2 separate regions of the Mus musculus genome follow, and region 2 is linked to region 1. Evidence: chromatin contacts called from public promoter capture Hi-C data. All regions are on one chromosome and are shown on one strand. The core of a region is the stretch at or near the end of the contact, and the rest is flanking DNA. Distances in the headings are between cores, read along the strand shown. Region 1 overlaps Kansl1 (KAT8 regulatory NSL complex subunit 1). Region 2 overlaps Cdc27 (cell division cycle 27).

Region 1 (2,857 bases), core at 66-2,565:
ATTATCTGTATTTCTGCCCTTATTGCCTATAATTCAGAGATATGATTGACACTCAAACTCACTCCTCACTCCCACCTCCATTTGGTTGTTTGTCCTGCCTTTACCTCCTGGATGATAGGATTACCACCATACTCCTAGCTCTCTCACCTTTTCTGAAGTATATATAACCTGTAATTATAAAATTTGTTTTATATTTAATGGAGTTTCCTTAAACAGCTTCCTTATTTGTATTCTAAATATATATTTGATTTCTATAAAGGTAGTTGTTAGTCTACCATGCACAAGGTTCTGGGTTTGATCCATAGAACCAGATAGAAAATAAAACAGTAGGAGATGATTTCATTTGAAATTTCTGTGTATGTGTGCAAGTGGGTGCGTATGTGTGTCCATGTAAGTGCTGAGGCAGGAGGCAACACTGGATGTCCTAGTAACTACACTTCTCTCTCGAGACAGTGTCTCTCAGTGGATTGACACTCATCTAGGCTGGCCGAACAGCATACTCCAGAGTCTGCCTGTCTGTCTTCTCTCCGACTATATTCACATTACCCACATTTCTAGGATGCGATTTTATTGTTTTTTATGTATATGAGTATTTTTCAACCACGTAATTCTGTGCACCACATGAGTTTCTGTTACTTGTGGAGACCAAAAGGGCGCATAGGATCCCCTGGAATTGGTGCTGTAGGTGGTTGTGAACTGGCATGTGGGTGCCAGCAATCAAACTTGGGCCTTTAGAAGAACATTCATAATCTTAATTCTGAACTCTCTCTCTAGCCTCTTATTTCTGTTTTTTATTTTCAATTATGTGCATATGTTTGTGTCTGAGTGCGGTTTTTCACATCAGTGCAGTGCCTACAGAGGTCAGAAAAGGGAGTCAAATCCCCTGGGTCTGTAATTACAAGTAGTTGTGAGACACTAGATATGAGTGTTAGGAGCTAGACTGCAAGAGTAGTAAACAGTCTTTGCTTGATTTGGGGGTAGGGGGTGGTTGGTTGGTTTGTTTGTTTTGTTTGTTTTGAGTTAATGTTTTATTGTGTAAGTGCTGGGATTAAAGGTGTGGGTCTCTAGTCTCTGCACTTAACTTCTTTATGTGAACTACTTGAGTTTAGTGTTTGTTCAGGGATCTGAACTCAGGTTATCACATATTTGGACAGCACTTTACTAACTAATCCATCTCCCCAGCCATCATTTGAGATTTTAATTTAGTTTTCTGTCAAAAAATAATGTTTGCAATCTGGGTAGTAACACTCAGGCAGAGCCAGACAGATCTTTGAGTTCAAGGCCAGTCTGATGTACTCAAGATCCAGGACAGCTAGGGCTACATAGAGACACCCTTTCTCAGTGGGGGAAAGCCAAATGTATGTGTGTGTATGTGTGTGTGTGTGTGTGTGTGTGTGTGTGTGTGTGTGTGTGTGTGTGTGTGTGTGTGTGTTTTCTGTCCTGTCCTGTCCATCCATGGAGCTATTTTAAAATAAAATACAACTGAGGATTCTAGATCTGTGTTGCAGCATTTGTCAGACATGCTCTGGCACTGGTTTTGATTCCCAGCACTATGAAGTTTAACAGTTTTTGAAAAACAAATTTTTATATTATAGCATCTAAAGTTAATAATACTGAAATTTCCTTTTGGCTCTCTTGATTGTTATTTACCCTTTTTGGAAGAGTTGTGTTACTCTGTAATTGTTTTGCTTAACTTTTGTTTTATAAAATTATGTTGAGGTCCTTCCTCTGTCAGTATATATGTATGCACTATTTGTAATCTGATAAACATTTGGGTTCCTTTTTTCTCCAGAGCTAATTGTCTTGATTACTATATTCCCGTCATGGTTTGGTTTGGTTTTGAAGTTCACTGTCAGAAATTTCAATGACGTGGTGATGCTGGGATAAATAGGGTTTTGTTTGTTTTGTTTTGAGAGAGAGTTTTGTGTAGCCTTGGCTGTTTTGGGACTCCTTCTGTAGACCAGGGAGGCCTTAAACTCAGATCTGCCTGCCTCTGCCTCCACCTCTCAAGTGCTGGGATTAAAGTCATGCACTACTACCATCTGGCTCTGCTGAGATAAATATTAATGTGTTTTGTCTCTTTTCTTTACTCAGATTGAGTCTGTTTCTCAGCCATCAGAAAACCATGGTATCCTTGTTAGTAATATTACAGAGTCATTGTCTACCAAATCATGTGGAGCACCGCGACCTGTCAATGGAGTTGTTAACAGGTAATGTTTTAGCTCTTCTACTTCTAAAACGTAATACTCTTATAAATGTGGAATTTGTAGCCCCTAGTTATTCCCAGCCAAGATTGGAAAAACCCTACCACTCATTCATACTTTGTATGTTTTATACTATGCCAAGTATACTTTATTTAGTATGTTCATGCAATCCCTTGTACCTACCATTGTCTAAAAGGGACTGGCCATGGAGTAAAACAAAGTCCTACAAATTATTTGAAGGTTCTTAATAGGTTCCATGAGCATATGAATACATATTATCCTTAGAATTCATTATTTATAGAACTGTGACTGCTCATTAATATTTGCAAAATTGTTTTCTTACCTTTTGTTAGTCACATTTGTATTATGGAAGAAAAACTTACGGATGAAAAATTGACCTTTGCACCTTGCAGACATAATAGATATTGTGCACTGACAGCCTGCTGACTAAGCATAGACAAAATATTAACACACTTAGATTAATGTGCATTGTTATCCAGAGTTGACCTGTTGTGTCTGTGAACATTTAAAAGTCAGGAGAAGGAACCCACAGTACAGCCTTTGTTTCCTCTGTGTTCTGAAAAGTAAGTATCTTCCTCCCCTTTTGTAGTCTTCAGCCTGTCCTGGCAGACCAAGTTCCAGGTGACAGCTCT
Region 2 (2,757 bases), core at 6-2,505, 150 kb before region 1:
ATACTCTTTCTATTTGTTTTTTGTTTTGTTTTGGTGTGTGTGTGTGTGTGTGTCTCAGATGATGTTTTGTTTCGTTACTTAACTGATGCCCAGAGAAGCCAAAGGCATCAGGTCTCCTGAAGCTGGAGTTATAGACAGTTGTGAGCCACCTGACATGAGTGCTGGGACCAAACAAGCTGCACTTAGACAAAAGCATTGACCGTCTTTCCAGTGACTCATTTTGGGTTTTGTTTTGTTTTGAGACAGTTTTACATACTCCAGGCTGTAAGGTGTAATTGAGTGACACGGGATTCATGAACAAGTTCTTTGAACACAGGTTAATATTTAGAGGGTCATAATAATCCTTTAAAAGTGTGTTATCTGCTTTTCTTGTGAAGGGTAAAACCAAGTTTTACTTTTAGACTTCATGGTAATTATCTGCTGTAAAGATCAAATCATGGGGCTGGAGAAGTGGCTCAGTGGTTAAGCAGAGGACCCAAGTTTGGTACCTAGCATCTACTTCAGGCAGCTCACAACCGCCTGTAATTCCAGCTCCACACACACACACACACACACACACACACACACACACACACACACACACACACACACACACACACACACACACACACACAAGTAATTCAGAATCAATCTTTTTTAAAATATTGAATCATGAGTATCATCCTCGGCTTCCACTGGTGGGTTAGAAGTCTGAGGACCTAGGTTTTAATCCTGTAAGAAATTATTTAACATCTCTGGAGTTCAGGATGGTTTTTCGAGACAGGGTTTCTCTGTATAGCTCTGGCTGTCCTGGAACTCACTCTGTAGACCAGGCTGGCCTCGAACTCAGAGATCCGCCTGCCTCTGCCTTCCAAGTGCTGGGATTAAAGGCGTGCGCCACCACCGCCCGGCACAGGATGCTTTTTTAAAAAATTATTTTTTGGGGGGAGAGTCAGGGGACAGTCACATTGGTTCTTGTTCTACCTTACATGGGTGCATGGGTTCTGGGAATTGAACTATGATTAAGGTCTTCACCCACAGATGAGTTTTTCTGGCCCTCAGTGCTCTTTGAAATGGAGCACTTGCTAGACTTAGAAAAAATTACAGATAATATGTTAATCACTTTGTGTCTAATCTTTCTGTTGCTGTGATAAAATACCAAGACCAAGGCAACTTGGAAAGTGTTTAATTTGGCTACAGTTTCAGGGGATTAAAGTTCAGGGTGGTGGAGCAAAGGAACAAAAGAAACTGGGATGGACTGGTCTTTTGAAACCTCTAAGCCTGCCCTCAGTGACACCCCCTCCAACAAGACCAGGTCTCCCAATCCTATCCAAACAGCCCTACCAGTACTCAAACATGAATCGTTCTTGTTCTAAACAACACAGGTAGTAATGAATTACTTAGGACACTTAAACCCCTGTAGACAATCCAGTTAGATTACACAGCCTGATTGCTAAAAGTTTTATCTTCAAAACTTAGATATAGACTTGTAAGCTCTTTAAGTTAGGACAGATGATAGAGTGCTTTATTTGACAATTATAATGGACTGGATGTTAATTATATATTATAGTTTGTTATCTATACAATTGTTATGGTTATGTTCAATTTATATCTAAGAGAAGAGGTTTTTGGGTTTGTTTTTTAATTTGGACAGAAAAAGTGAGATAGATTCTAATGCTTGTCTTATTTTGGCTCCCAAAAAGCTGTGCTTCCAGCCCTGAGAGTCACTGCCCCCTGCTGGCTTCAGTTGATAATAAAGAATTGCCATACATCCAATGGCTGGGCTGGAAGACAGAGGCAGGACTTTTAGATTCCACAGGCAAGGGGCTGGGAGAAAGAGAGGAGAGAATCACAGGGCAGGAGAAAAATGAAACTTAAGGGCCTGCCGACGTGCAAGAATCCAGGAAAGTGGCCCTAGAGGTCACTTCCCCAGGTGGGTCTGAGGTAGCAGAGGTGAAATATAGATTTTAAAAGATATTAACTCGGGAATACCGGAGGGCGGCGTTTGCTAGCCTCAGGGAAATTTAGAAGTGCCATTGAGCTTCTAGCCATTAAGCTTCAAGCCATTGACTAACCCTTGAGCTGGCTAGTCAAGGCATATCAAATGAACTGTGTCTTTCATTTGAGAATCCAGAGGGCTCTGACAGGTGGCTACAAGAGCGACCTGCTGGGAGCCAAAGCCAATTCTTCGCCACAGGTTTAAATTATCGGCTTTCTTCATTAATATCAAGACGAGTCTTTATTTCTTACAGGTTCAGCATGCACTAAAGAAGTCTGAGAAGGCTTTGGATACCCTAAACAAAGCCATTGTTATCGATCCCAAGAACCCTCTATGCAAATTTCACAGAGCCTCGGTTTTATTTGCAAATGAAAAATACAAGGTGAGATTTATATCAGTTTCTTCCACACTGTATTATGTCTCTTTAAAAAAAAAACAAAAACAGTCTGAAGAGATGGCTCAGCAGTTAAGAGCATTGACCCTTCTAGAGGTCCTGAGTTCAAATCCCAGCAACCACTTGGTGGCTCACAACCATCTGTAATGAGATCTGACACCCTCTTCTGGTGTGTCTGAAGCAGTTTCAGTGTACTCACATATAATAAATAAGTCTTTAAAAAAAAAATAAAACAAACTTCAAGGCCAGCCTGGCTTACATAGTGAGTTCCTAGATAGCCAGGGCTACATAGAGAGATCTTGTCTCAAAAAAAACAAAAATTAAAAGCCACATGTTATTAATGTGGGGGATTTTTATTTTTGGAAACTGTTTCCTATTTTTTAAA

The links. Capture Hi-C pulls out chosen DNA fragments and counts their contacts.
Region 2: a contact with region 1 is called in a promoter capture Hi-C map of liver. The contact joins two enhancer-like sites. A contact is called at or near these places in 3 of 9 other capture datasets (adipose tissue, liver and pancreatic islet).

What each region holds. Positions count from the first base shown.
Region 1 is chr11:104,356,834-104,359,690 of GRCm38.p6, reverse strand. It overlaps Kansl1 (KAT8 regulatory NSL complex subunit 1), which reads left to right. Exons shown (of 15, transcript NM_001372459.1): 5 at 2,095-2,210; 6 at 2,815-2,857. Among named protein-coding and RNA genes, the nearest start is that of Kansl1, 84 kb to the left of the region's middle. Within about 2 kb of position 1,315, at least 6 of the 459 cell types and tissues checked have an H3K27ac peak or open chromatin away from gene starts, as enhancers often do. A contact at or near this core is called in liver, where this site is marked.
Region 2 is chr11:104,509,774-104,512,530 of GRCm38.p6, reverse strand. Cdc27 (cell division cycle 27) reads left to right here. Exons shown (of 19, transcript NM_145436.2): 16 at 2,232-2,360. Among named protein-coding and RNA genes, the nearest start is that of Cdc27, 39 kb to the left of the region's middle. Within about 2 kb of position 1,255, at least 8 of the 459 cell types and tissues checked have an H3K27ac peak or open chromatin away from gene starts, as enhancers often do. A contact at or near this core is called in liver, where this site is marked.